Regions from separate parts of the Mus musculus genome. Here regions 1 and 3 are each linked to region 2. Evidence: chromatin contacts called from public ChIA-PET and Hi-C data. All regions are on one chromosome and are shown on one strand. The core of a region is the stretch at or near the end of the contact, and the rest is flanking DNA. Distances in the headings are between cores, read along the strand shown.

Region 1 (4,311 bases), core at 1,257-3,756, 330 kb before region 2:
GGTTTATAGCATCCTTCATAATTCTAACATTCTAGCTAACTGAAAGAAATTCGAAGTCTAAACGATATAAAATGTGCACAACCCAAGCTGGATCTGTGAACAATGCCGAATTAGTCTTCGTTACTGTCTTTCTTAATATAATCAGAAACTTGGGAAAGTATATACTAGCAAGAGGCATTGTTAACGGTGCCACTTCAGAGTGGTATCCCAGTGAGGGCTGGGAAATTCTCGTCTCTACCGTGTTCTTCCTGGAAGACTGTTTTGTGTTCAGTGTATCTCATTATTTAAGAAATAATAAAATCTAGTATGCATACATATCTACCATTAAAGCTTTTCAAAACACTTTTTCTTGAGTATTGCACTTTTGGTAGAAACTTTTTCATTTTTTTTTTATATTTAATTTATCTGTGTGACTATGCCCCAAGTGAGTGGCTAGGGGTTACAGGTGACTGTGAGCCACCATGTGCATGCTGGAAGTCAAACCCAGGTGCTCTAGCTGAGCAACAAGTGCTCTTAGCCACTGGGTCATCTCTCCAGCTCCCTGCCTACCATCTAAGCGGATGCTTGTGCATTCTGACGCATGGCCAAGTAAACTGAGCTCCAAAATGAAAGACTATAAGCCCTTGGCCCACCATGCTGTAGAATGCTATTCAGTAACAATATGCTCAGCATATAAAGTAACGAGTTTCATCACAGAACTTTCACGATGTCCTTTCCTGTTCCCACTGGCTCCCTGCTGTCCCTCCTAACCACCTCCCACCCTTGAAGTGATGTTTTCTAAAGAGAACACTGCATTTACAATGTAAAACTCCAGAAAAGAAAGCATGAGGACAGAAAAAAAAGTACAACTCCAAAAGGTTACACACTACATGATCGAAGCTACATAGAAATATATGAAATGACTAAGCTGTAAACGTGGAGAACCCATGGGCCAGGGGCTAAGAGGGCTTCTGTATGGGAAGGACATAAGTGGACAGGGCACTTCCCCTGTATCTTGCAGCATCAATGTCAAAGCCCTAGCTGGAGCATTGTGCTAATTCTTTTGCAAGATATTATCGTTGAGGAAATATGGGTAAAGAAAAAAAATATGCCTGTCTGAATGCTGCCATACTCCTGCCTTGATGATATTGGATTGAACCTCAGAACCTGTAAGCCAGCCCCAATGAAATGTTGTCCTTATAAGAGTTGTCTTGGTCATGGTGTCTGTTCAGAGCAGTAAAACCCTAACTAAGACTGGGATTATTGGCATCACCACCACACCCAACGTCTTACTGATTCTGAGGCATAAACTCTGGTGCTCATGTTCGCAAGCCAAGCCCTTTGCTAACAGAGCGACCTCCTTAGCCCAGTTTCCTGCCTTTGATAATTGTAATGTAGTTTTATGAGAGAATTTTCTTGTTCTTAGTAAAGTGTGATTAAAATAATTAAACACAAGGAGATGTCATATCATACTTTTTTTTAAATGTCACTTAAGCAACTACATACCTTTGAGCCATGCAAGGTGTCCCACTCCCATACCCCCAGCACTTAGGAAACTGAGGCAAGAAGGTGCCCATGACAAGAAGTAGGGGATAGATACCAAGGCACTGTCTCACAAGAGAAAAACTTAAATACCAGAAAAATTACCTGTATCATACAAGAAGGGGCTAACTTTTGGCAGGATGGGAGAAAAATAAATGACAAATTTCATAGTCTTCTAACTTTCCTGTCATTCTGATGTTATTTCAAGATATTTCCATTTTTAAACTATTCTAGAAAATAGCCATAACAGTTACCCAGACTAAACTCCAATGATGGGGTTTTCATTGTAGAATTCTTGTATTGACTCCATCCTCTTCTTCTCTTTCCTCTAAGAGGGCTAAAATCTAAAATTAAATAATGTCTCAATGTCTCATATAAGTATATAGACTAGAATCATCAAAAAAAAAAAAAAAAAAAAAAACAAGCAGCACAAATTCTAAATCTAGATGACCTGGCCCAACCACTGCTACCAAGCCTATGACATGAGCACACTGCTCTGGTTCCATCCTGGGACTCAGGGCTCCATTAGGACCCACACAGAAGGTCTGCCCACAAGCTCCCTTGCCACTGAGAAACTGGATCCCCAGTGGGTGCCTTCACTCCCCTGGCCGCCCCATGCACGGCACCCCAGAATTCTCGTGCGCATGAGAAGTACTTCCTGCCTAGCTCTAGAAACCCAAGCAGCAGCTTCAGGGTAGGGAGCAGCAGAGAAAAGTGTGGTCGTTTGATGACATGCTGACAGCACCATATTCCGGAAACGCATCTTATACAGAGAGCGTGAGATGCCCACTTCCAAGAGAGGGACACCATGAATGTCTATACATCCAGCAATGGAGAGGGCTGGATGTGTGGGCAGATGGAATGACTCCCAGCATTGCCTCCACAGGACACTGTCAGTTCAAGCAGCTCCCACACACACCCCTGCCTGAGCTACTACAATGACTTTCACTCAAGAGCAAATGCAGACCGCAGCCTACTCGGCTCCCAGCCTGCTTCAGAGCCACTTCCTTGCTACGTGCATCAAAGATCTCAGTCCGAGAGCCACCAGGCATTAGGAGCAGTGCTTTCTCTGCTCTCCCTTCCGTACACAGTAGAATGTTTACTTGATTCTCTGTCTCTTTGACAGCGCTACGTCAACAGTCCCTGTGCAGACATCAGGCTTCTGAACACTCAAACCCATACACACACACACACACACACACACACACACACACACACACACACACACAGGCCAGAGGACAAGGCCAATTCTCTCCCATAAATTTGTAAGCTTGTTACCATAGAAACCCGTTCAGTCAAGCAAGTGTGGGTTAGCAGTGCCATCTAGTGGCATAGTAATGATTTTGCCGCCCGTAAACCTTAAGACCTTGAATGGGAAGGAACAGGTGTGTTGGGTTTGAGTTTGCATTCGGTTTGGCTTGGTTTGGCTTGGCTTGGTTTAGTTTGGCTTGGCTCCACTAGCTATCTTGAAAGTCCTTTATTATTTGAGAGATCTGCCCACCCACATCAAGCTCTTCAAAGCCTTTTTCTTCCCACAGAACACATCAAACAGCAGCCCATCTGATGTTCAGGATGCTCAGCATGACTATCCCATGTGTGGCTCTCAGTAAGTCAGGAATCACTGCAGTCACGCATACAGGGATAATAGCAAGCAACACTCAGAGGACCAGAAATAAGTGAGCCTCCCTGTGCCATTGGTCCATTTATTCAGCCAATAATCTGTTTCATGACAGTTAAATGCACCCTTGATGAACTCAGAAGTCACCGATATATGCCTGTGATACATTAAGAAAGTTTGACCAAGACAGAGTCCAGATTTAAGATTTCCACTTCTCTCTGTCTTCCCTCTCTCTCTAGCTTGTCATTTCTCCCCTATCTGTAGTCAAATGTGTCTGATCGGTGCCTACACGAGCACTGGCTGACCTGTCTGTCCATAACAAAGGGCTTTGCTCTTTATTTCAACAGCACAGGAAGTGTCATGTGAGGAAAGACTGTGGGATACTTTATGGAAATTTTTAACAGAGTTTTACAAGGAATTAATTTATTTACTCCAACTTACCCAGATTGCTGACAGAACTGCAAATAGATCAAGCAGTATCTGCTGCTGCTGACACTTACGGCAGATGTTTGGTATAAGGTCTTTTTTTTTTTTTTAACCTATTCAGTTTTCAGCACATGACTATCACAGCACGAGTACAAACAAACATGCATGGCTCTCTGGGTCTGGGACCTGAAAGAGTGCATAACTTAAGATCTCAGCTAGGCCTTAGTTTAGGTGCTCAATGACGACTACACGGGAAATTCAAGGTGAGTAAGGTTGGTTGTGACACTGTTCTCTCAAAGGTGGGTTACACAGCAGGGTGTCAGCCTTGAGTACTAAGCGACCTCAGCTCCACTATTAACTCCATTGTGAGTCTCAACAAAAGGTCTAGTCTCTTGGCATGGGAGAGATATTTTCATAATAACGTATCCGTACTCTGTTTCTATGAGAAGCACATTCATTTCTTCATGGAACAGGGAGTTGATTCTATAAATTCAAAATCTCTTAGCCTCTGCATACCCAGATTCCAGAGGACTCGTGCAGTGCTGTCTGGCTAGGATGGGACTGGGAACAACCTGTCCTCGGGGTCTTTAGCAGCCCTTGCATGCACCGAATCCACTTGTGTGTGCAGCTGAAACTCACACAGGGAATGCTTTGCCCATCTGTACAACAGGGGACCACTTTCAGGTCCAGGCCACTGCTCTTCTGCCTGTTCCTCTTCCCCTGAGGAATGGCAGCTTGTGACACAA
Region 2 (4,596 bases), core at 1,072-3,571:
CCAGCTAAGCTTCCAACGTGAAACAAGAAAAGGCATAAAACATTACCTGTTCCTTAAAAGCAACAACAAATGTAACTCTAAGAGGCATCTAGGTTCCATCCCAAGCAGGCAGACAAACTTGGGAACATTAGCCATAGCTTTAGAGTCAAGACGAAGACAGGAGTAAAAGATCTGTGGGATGTTCTTCCACCGTGAAGGAAGGCCCCCAAAGACTTAGGCATCTGGCAAGGGAGGTCCTGTATGGAGACCCTAAGAGACCGCTGAATGGAGCTAGGAAAATGAAGCCTGAATTACATCAAAGATGTCAGGATGTTGGAAGTGCCAGAGCCACGGGATGCCTGCCAGGAAAAGTTGCATACAGGAAGTAGAACCACCCTGAGAGAAGTGTGTTACAGACAATAAAGCTGGAAGGGTGGATGCCACCCTTGACATCAGAGACTAAACTACAAGGATTTAAGAGTTTGCCCTTTTGCGTTTCAGTCTTGCTTTGGTCCACTTTTTCCTCACTGTGCCACCGTGCTCAGCTTTTGGGATGATGGTCGTGGTGGTCATGGTGGTAGTGTGTATGTACCCACACTGCGTCTGCCTTGAGTTTCAGAAGAGACTTTAGATTTTGAAATGATAGTGACACTGTGAAAAATTCTGTGGACTTATAGTGCATTTTGCTTTATGATATAGTTAGAAGCATATTAAGGCCAGAAAGTGAAATGTGGTGGTTTGAATGAGAAAGGTCCACATAAGCTCATATGATTGAATAAGTGGTCTTCAGTTGGTGGAACTGTTTGAGAAAGATTTAGAAAATGTGGCCTTATTGGAGGATGCGTGTCACTGGGGTGGCTTTGAGGTTTCAAAAACCCATGGCATTGCCAGTCAGCTCTCTCTGCCTCCTCCTTGTGGATCAAAATGTGAGTTCTCTGCTACTACTTCAGCACCATGCTTACCTGCCTGCTCCCATGCCTCCCTTCATGATAATCACAGACTCAGACTCAGCCTCTGAAACGGTAAGCCCCAAATAAAATCTTTCTTCTCTAAGTTTGTCTTGGTCATGGTACTCTTACAGAACTGAAAAGTAACTAAGATACCTCCATATGCACATAAGTGGTACACATATATATATGCAGGCAAAACAAGCAAATATATAAAATAAAAGACAACTCTAAAAAAAGTACTAAGTACCTACCGTGTGGCCAAAACACTCAAGATTGGCAGAGTATCACTATCAAGCTCAAGATTAGTTTTTAGTCCCTGTGTCTTTTCAAATAAAATGAAAAATAAAGGGGTTACCATTGTTTAAAACTAAGGGTTGTGTAATATACATCTAGGAATAAAACTGGTCTCAGTGTAGAAGCACAGGTAAGACTCACTGTAAGCTTGCTCTAGACAGATTACGGCTGGAGGAGGAGGAATATTAATCTTATGTCTGCCTTAGTCTAAAGCTACAGTACAAAGACAGGATGGGAAATTATAGCAAATTTAATACAATAAAAACAGAAGTTGTAGTAGGGAAGTGCAATAGCAACAATTTTCAACTAGTTTCCATGGTGTTTTTGTTTCCACTCAATTTCCTGGTAACAAGAGGAACATAAGCAGAGCTATTTCTTTTTTAAAGGAAAAGTACTGAAATTTTACTCAATTTCTAAAAGAAGCTATCCTATAGGATTCAGAAAGAAACAAAATTCCCAGAAACTGTTGAGGGGAGAAAGTCCTAAGTTTAAGTGCATTTTAGGACCCTGCAGTGTCAATTTTGTTTACAATGAAAACAGAACATAAGTATGAGGTCTGAAGGATCTGTTACCCACCAAGTAATCTACAGGGAATAATGAAGGAAACAGTAGATTTGTGTGCCAAGTTCTCTTGCAGAAAGGTGTGGTCATCCTAACACACACCCAGCCTTGAAGCCTTTCTCTGACCATAAAATGATACCATCAACCTTACAGAAGTATTGAAAATATCAGCAGGCACCACACAAAGCACATGGCAAACAGGCACCAGGAACTGGTAGTTATACTCAAAACACTACTGTTGTTTAAGTATCACACAGAAAAATAGATCACTAAATCTTGACAAAGTGTTTCACAAGCCAGCAAGCCTGTAGGACAACTAACAACTTTATTAGCACTGCAGAACTGAAAAAATAAAAATAAAAATAAAAACAACAGGAGAAAAGACTTAAACAAAAAGCACCCAGAAGCACCCAGGTAAGAAGCAAGTTATCTAAGGTTAACAGTCTTCTTAAACTCAGTAAATCCTAGGCCCTGTGGGTCAAAAGTACGTGTGCCTGAGGTTGGGAGAGCCTCCCTGCAGGCTTCTTTCCCTGCAAGCATTTTATCACTGTCTAAAGCATCTGCACCCATGGAAACGCAAAACTGCTACAAATAAACAAAAGTACTGAACTATGACCCAAAAATTACTTCATTTCCTGTTAAGCTAAAAGTGGAACACATCCCACCCTGGGCCATCTCTTCTTCGGAGACTAAAACAATCCGGCCTTTGTTTTTATCATCGATCTAAAAAAGTACCCTAAAAGCGCTTACTGGACCAGCCCAGGCCAATCCCACACAGAAAGAGGAGACTCTATTAGTCAGCAATGGGATATAAACTAGATTTACTACTCAGTTTATCATAGACGTGTTTAAGAACCTGATGTGGTTTTCTTCCTCTGGAACAGTAAAAGTGAAATGCTCAGTTTGCAGACTGCTCTCCACCCCCTCCAGAGAGGATCAAATAAACAGACAAGACCACACTGCTAGATCCTGCAGACTAAGGGCGGGCAAACGAATTTGATGCATTTATAGAATGTCTCTACATGCAGGGGAATAACAGTGAGGGACAAAACACAAAAACAAAGAAAAATACAACAGCAAACTTAGAACCCCATCATGTGTACTGTGAAAAAGGGCAGGCTATTGAACTCTACAGCGTGATTTCTGTATTCTAGCCTAAACCTTGAAAGCAGTGCTTTCCAACCCTTTTTCCTATTTTCATTACTCCTAGAAACCATTTTTAGCTTTTCCCTATTCAACCTCTACCTAGTAGAATCTTGAGTCTCATTGATATGCCTTAGGTTTGTTTACGTGTGTGTATACTTTGTATGCGAAGAATAAGAACCCCCCCCCCCGCCCCACACACACCAAGATCCAATTTACACTGATTTATTATCTATCAGTCACGCTGTAACACCCTAGGATTACGGTGCAGTGCTCACGGGTACAAGATGTAGAAATGATATCTAACACAGCATCATCACTGCTAGCCACACAGGTGGGCACTTTTTCCTCTCTTCAACTACTTCCTGGTTTGCTTTTCCAGGGCAGCCCTTATATGAACTGCATTATTTGATTTTTTTTCCCAAATTTTTATTTTTTAAAATTTTTCCATTATTTGATTTTTTTAAAACAAACTCAATAGACAAACTCAAAGCTGTCAAGATATTATCTTATTGGCCTAGTCGGCCATCACTGGAAAGAGAGGAACGCCAGGGCCAAAAAGGGGGAGTGGGCGGGTAGGGGAGTGGGGGTGGGTGGGTATGGGGGACTTTTGGTATAGCATTGGAAATGTAAATGAGCTAAATACCTAATAAAAAATGGAAAGAAAAAAAAAGATATTATCTTATACTTGGATTACATAGACTATTATAAAGTGTTCAGTTTGAAATAGTAACTGATAACTTAAGGGAAATTATAAGAATTCTTGACTGTGCAAATTAAAAGCTCGTAGCTTTTTATTTCAAAATACTTCTTGATTTGATAACCAACCCTTGCTCCTAAAGAGTGTCTTGGCTCACAAGAAATAAAAATTACATGGTGCTATAAACATAGGACTACTTTGTAAGATTTAAGCTCTAAGTTTTCATTAGCTAAAAGGTACCTGTAAATATAATAGATTTTTTTTTTTCTTTTCACTTCACAATGAAACTACCTTACATGGCCAGCTATCCTTACATGGCCAGCTATCCTGGATAAATACGAAACAAGAGAAAAGTGTGTAAGTGTTGAGTCTAATTGGACATCAGTGAAAATTTGTAATTTTACTACCAAACAGAAGCCTTTGTTTTGATTCTAGAAATATATTAATAGATAAACTAAAATGATTTGATTTTAGAAATAGCCTATACCAAAGCCTTTCACAACACAGTGTACTGAACATACTAATCCCTATTCCATTTGTAAATGATAAAATCATAATTTGCGTTGTCTAAACTGCCTAGTAAAAGTGAACCCCCAAACTTTGTTACACATCCTAAGATACCTTTAAGATAGATGGCTCAATAAAACTGAAATGATATTCTTCAAGCAGCCATTTGAAAGTCTCTAAATTTTGTTCACTTTCTATTACTGGAGGAGGAGAAAGCAGGGATGCTGAGGAAGGTCAGAAGGCTGCGTATGGAAGCCAAGTCTCTCTTCCCATCCTGGATTCCAGAGAGCAAACTCAGGTAGTCAGACTTGTATAACAAGCATTTTTACCTTCTGACTCCCTCTAGCCTCAAAGTTATTTTGAATGGAGCATTTTATTATGAATTGCGGCCAGTCTCTAATGTTAATTACTGTAAAGATGAGTTTAATTTTAAGAATAAGAAATTGTTTCAAAGTCTTTGAA
Region 3 (4,068 bases), core at 387-2,886, 440 kb after region 2:
GTTTGTGTGCACATGGGCAGATGTGCATGGAAGCCAGACATTGAAAGTTAGGTATCTTCCCAGATTGTTTCCACATTATTTACTGAGGCAGGGTGTCACTGAACCTGGATCTTGTTGATTTTGTCTAGTCTGGCTAGCCAGCTTGTCCTGGGGATTCCCTGTGCTTACCTCTCCAGGCCATCTTGTCTACCTATGATTTATGCTGGAGCTGGGGATCTGAAAATCACCCTCAACCTTGCACAGTGAGCACTTTATCCACTGACCTCTTTGCTCAGCCCCCTTCCTCTTTTCTGTCTTTCATCTACTCGGGTTGTCTAAGTGCTGCCGAGTCAGCAGTGCGGAGCATGCGGTCCTCACCCAGTGAGAATATCTTTACCGTGTCTCCTTTTACTACAGTTCTGGCTTTTGAGTTAAGATCTGTTTTCTATAGGTTAGAAAAGGGCCCACCAGTCCCTAATCTACTGGTAGGCTTTGTTGTTGTGAGCTTTTAATCAAGTGCATATCAGAATATCATTTTCTTCCGTCTTTTAGGTGTGCTAATGTGACGAATTTTGTTTTCCATTTGCTAATAATGAACCAGATTACTACATTAATTGTGGTCTACAGTAAGTCATGGATGCAGATTCCACTGCTGAAAGAATGAGCCAGTCCGGGGGGGCCTTTTAGATTCTCCTCCTTCTCTCTTGCAGTTACTACGGCCTGACGGTGTGGTTCCCCGACATGATCCGCTATTTCCAGGATGAAGAATATAAGTCTAAAATGAAGGTGTTTTTTGGTGAGCACGTGCATGGCGCCACGATCAACTTTACCATGGAAAACCAGATCCACCAACATGGGAAGCTTGTGAACGATAAGTAAGTGTGCAACCACGGGCTTCCCCTGGGCCTGAGTGGCAGTCAATGGGGTTCCCTTGGAAGAGAGCATTGGGATGCTGAGAGCTCGGTGTACTAAGGATGGACTCCAAGGATAGAGTGGCCCTCACAACCCATCCTTACTGCTAGAGATACTATAGTCCCCTGAGGGCTGACTCTGTACTGTACCCACCCCTGAGGTTCCCCCCTTGTGCCCTGACTATAAGATAACATGACATTTGGTAGAAGGTGACCAATGTGTCTGTCTTTTCTGAGAACTTGATCCTTTGATGAAAGGGTACTACAGAAAGCCACATTCCATCTGGTGCCACTGGGCTGAGCGTGTCCTCTTTTGAGCTTGAACTGTGCTTAGCAAGCTCCTAGGATGTGACTGTCATTGTGTGAGTGACCACGGGCTTTGCCATTGCACTGGGAAATAATGGATGCACAACTTTTAATGCTGAGGTCCCTGAAAACAAAAACAAAAACAAAAAAAAAATCTGTGGCCTGGTCGTTGAGCTTTCCCTTTGATTCTGGAAGCTTCTCTGTGCTATTATGAAACTCATTTTTGTTATTCTTCATATGATACTACCTCAGAAGGTAGACCAGTATGTTCTGTGGTCAGTGGGAGTCTTGTTCTTAGGGGAGAAGTCACTGGAGTTTTAGAAAGGTTCTGCTTATGTCTTTGTGAGGTTGCTCAGTTCATTTGACTCATCTCCCTCTGTACGGGACAAATGACGTGGAGAGTTTAGACTGCTGCATCTCCTCTATGAGGCTGCCCCCTGGAGGTGAAGTAGCAGACAAAGGCAGGACATATGATAGGCTCCAGGTCATATTTTTCTCCAGGATAGCATGGGCCCCTTGAAGTTGCCCTCTGAAATTGTACCTAGTAAGGTCACTGAGGTAAGTGGTGGGTGAGTGACCATAGAATTATGCGGAATTTCTGGAGGTGCTATGGCTTAGACACATCGCTCCCAGTGCCATTAACTCCCTATCCACCACATTATCACAAAATTGGCACTGTCACGGGGTCCCCTCTGAAGCTGATTGAATTCAAAACGTATCTGTCTTCATGGACAAATTTGAAAATTTACCATGCTTTTGTCTTTTGTGTTATGCTGCCACCTGGTGGTCAGAACATAACAATACCTCTTCTTTCCAAGCCCCAAGCTGTTGATCCTCCTAGGCATCCTTTTTGTCCTGTATTCCCCTCCACCCCCCCGCCCCGTCCCCCTGCCTCCCCGCCCCCCCCCCGCCCCATGACATCATGCACATGTTGCTTTAAAATGTAGACGAAAATGCTTTATTTTACTGAGTAAACACATGGCGAAAATGAAGGGCCTCAGACTCCCTCCGTGTACTGTAGGTCCCACTGAAAGCCAATCCTTATCCTTCCGAGAAACCTTGACCTCAAGAAGAAATCAAAGTGCACAGGCCACTTTTGGCCCCACGCCAAGAGATCAGCCACTGGTACATTTTATGGGACATAAGTGCTCTCTGCATTCCAACATAGTGTTTGCCTCAGAGTTTGTGAGATTTTCAAATTGCAAGAAAGGCAAAGGATTAAATTCATATTTTATAATTCTTAGCCAAAATGCCAGGTTAGGTTACCCTTACTAGTAATTAAGAGAAAGATTGGGCTCCCGTCTGCGTATGTATTAACTAAGTAGCTAACTAATTGATGGGACTGCTTCAAGGAGACAGCACCCGCTTGTGAGTGGGTTAGTGTGGGGAAGGATACCAGGGAGAGGTGCCTGATTCCTGTCTGTGAGAGTTCAGGAAGCCATGACCTGATTTCCATTTTTCTTTTTGGCAGAAGGGAAGTTGAAGCTGTACTCTGAACCCTTGGGGTTGGGTTTGCAGTGGGACTGCACCTCCATTCACAGAGGTGACTTGCCATTGAGGAATAGAAAGGCTTTTTATTAAAAAGTCATATGAAGTCAACAGGGCTTCCATTAAAGGTCAGCTGCGAGTAGCTCAGAGTGCAAACGAGGCTCGTGATTCACCATTAAATGAGGTTGGGAGCATGGCAGGAAGCAGAGGGGGAGGCAGAGTCAGGCAGTGAGCAAAGGTGGATCCCATGCACTGCGTGAAAGGTCACGATGCCACCAGGGTCCCTTTTTAGTAGCACATAAATAAGATGTGGGTTTTAACACTAATGGTGGCTAATTTCAATATAGTAAAGTCCCTTGCAAATGCCAACAGTAGGTGGTGAACATAGGCAATTGCCGCAATATACTGGGCTGTCCGTCTCACAACCTGCACTTGAAGGTTACCGTTCACATATGGAACACATATTAAACTATGTGGTAGAATTTCTCAGTACCACTTCTTGCTTTGTGTGGGTCACGTATACATTCTTCTTGACAGTCTTTCTGGGCACTTTGTAATTTTTGCTGGGCACTGAAAACAGGATCTCTTTCTCCCAATAAAAGGTTTATGATTGCAAATACATAAGAAACCTGTTGACTATCGGAGGCTTATTTTGTGCCTAATTGAGCTCCTAAGACTCTTCTTCATTATTGGTTCTGTAATCCTATCACCTTTGAAGAACTATTGCCTTCTTTTTATGGTGGAATATTCTGTACTTTGAGAGACTAGGGAATAATACAGACAACACTATTTGGGGTACTCAGCCTTATAAACCATAACGTCTAGGTCATTAGCTTAGGTTTTAAGTACTCATTTTGTGAACCGTGTTTCCTTCTTGTGAAGAGAAGTTACTTGGAGTTGATGCCAGCACCTCTTACATATGAAGCATGCACTGTATCATAGAACAGCGGTTCTCAACCTGTGCTCACAGCCCCTTTGGGGGTTGCATATTGGCTCTCCTACACGTCAGATATTTACATTGTGGTTCAGCAAGGTTACAGTTATGAAGTACCAAGGATATAATTGTGTGATGGGAGTCTGCACATGAGGAGCTGTATTAAGGGGTCACAGCATTAGGAAGGTTGAGAAAGACCGCTCTAAGCTACGTTCTTCAGACCACCATTGTCAGGAGTTGGTGCTATATATTTGTGCATGCCTCTGTGTATTTTCCAGTGTAATTCTGTATCTGTAAGCATTGCACGACAGTCTTCTGTATGTGTCACGTTTCAGCTAAAATATATAATGTACATTAATTGTTATTACGATTGTTTTTCTGAGACAGGGCCTTGTGTAGGCCAGGCTGGTCTCAAACTTGCCTTGTAGCTGAGGATGCTCTTGGATTCTT

Evidence for each region. A called contact is a pair of places that touch in the nucleus more often than the background predicts. ChIA-PET counts read pairs in DNA pulled down with a chosen protein or histone mark.
Region 1: an RNA polymerase II ChIA-PET map of effector CD8 T cells shows a contact between it and region 2, with 27 read pairs. The contact joins two enhancer-like sites. A contact is called at or near these places in 2 of 115 datasets of contacts at active chromatin or transcription factors (effector CD8 T cells and memory CD8 T cells).
Region 3: a contact with region 2 is called in a Hi-C map of pre-B cells, with 6 times the contacts expected there. The contact joins two enhancer-like sites. A contact is called at or near these places in 1 of 39 promoter capture datasets (hippocampal neurons), 24 of 484 Hi-C or Micro-C datasets (B cells, CD4 T cells, CD8 T cells and 16 more) and 5 of 115 datasets of contacts at active chromatin or transcription factors (T-cell acute lymphoblastic leukemia, acute myeloid leukemia, bone marrow-derived dendritic cells and 2 more).

What each region holds. Positions count from the first base shown.
Region 1 is chr7:75,908,691-75,913,001 of GRCm38.p6, reverse strand. No RefSeq gene overlaps it. Among named protein-coding and RNA genes, the nearest start is that of Klhl25, 63 kb to the right of the region's middle. RefSeq lists an enhancer at 2,320-3,019. Within about 2 kb of position 2,506, at least 92 of the 459 cell types and tissues checked have an H3K27ac peak or open chromatin away from gene starts, as enhancers often do. A contact at or near this core is called in effector CD8 T cells and memory CD8 T cells, where this site is marked.
Region 2 is chr7:75,573,311-75,577,906 of GRCm38.p6, reverse strand. The region is part of intron 3 of Akap13 (A kinase (PRKA) anchor protein 13); the gene reads right to left. Among named protein-coding and RNA genes, the nearest start is that of Akap13, 120 kb to the right of the region's middle. Within about 2 kb of position 2,321, at least 221 of the 459 cell types and tissues checked have an H3K27ac peak or open chromatin away from gene starts, as enhancers often do. A contact at or near this core is called in effector CD8 T cells, memory CD8 T cells, pre-B cells and 1 more, where this site is marked.
Region 3 is chr7:75,133,084-75,137,151 of GRCm38.p6, reverse strand. Sv2b (synaptic vesicle glycoprotein 2 b) reads left to right here. Exons shown (of 13, transcript NM_153579.4): 9 at 690-854. Among named protein-coding and RNA genes, the nearest start is that of 4930533N22Rik, 100 kb to the right of the region's middle. Within about 2 kb of position 1,636, at least 13 of the 459 cell types and tissues checked have an H3K27ac peak or open chromatin away from gene starts, as enhancers often do. A contact at or near this core is called in pre-B cells and uterus, where this site is marked.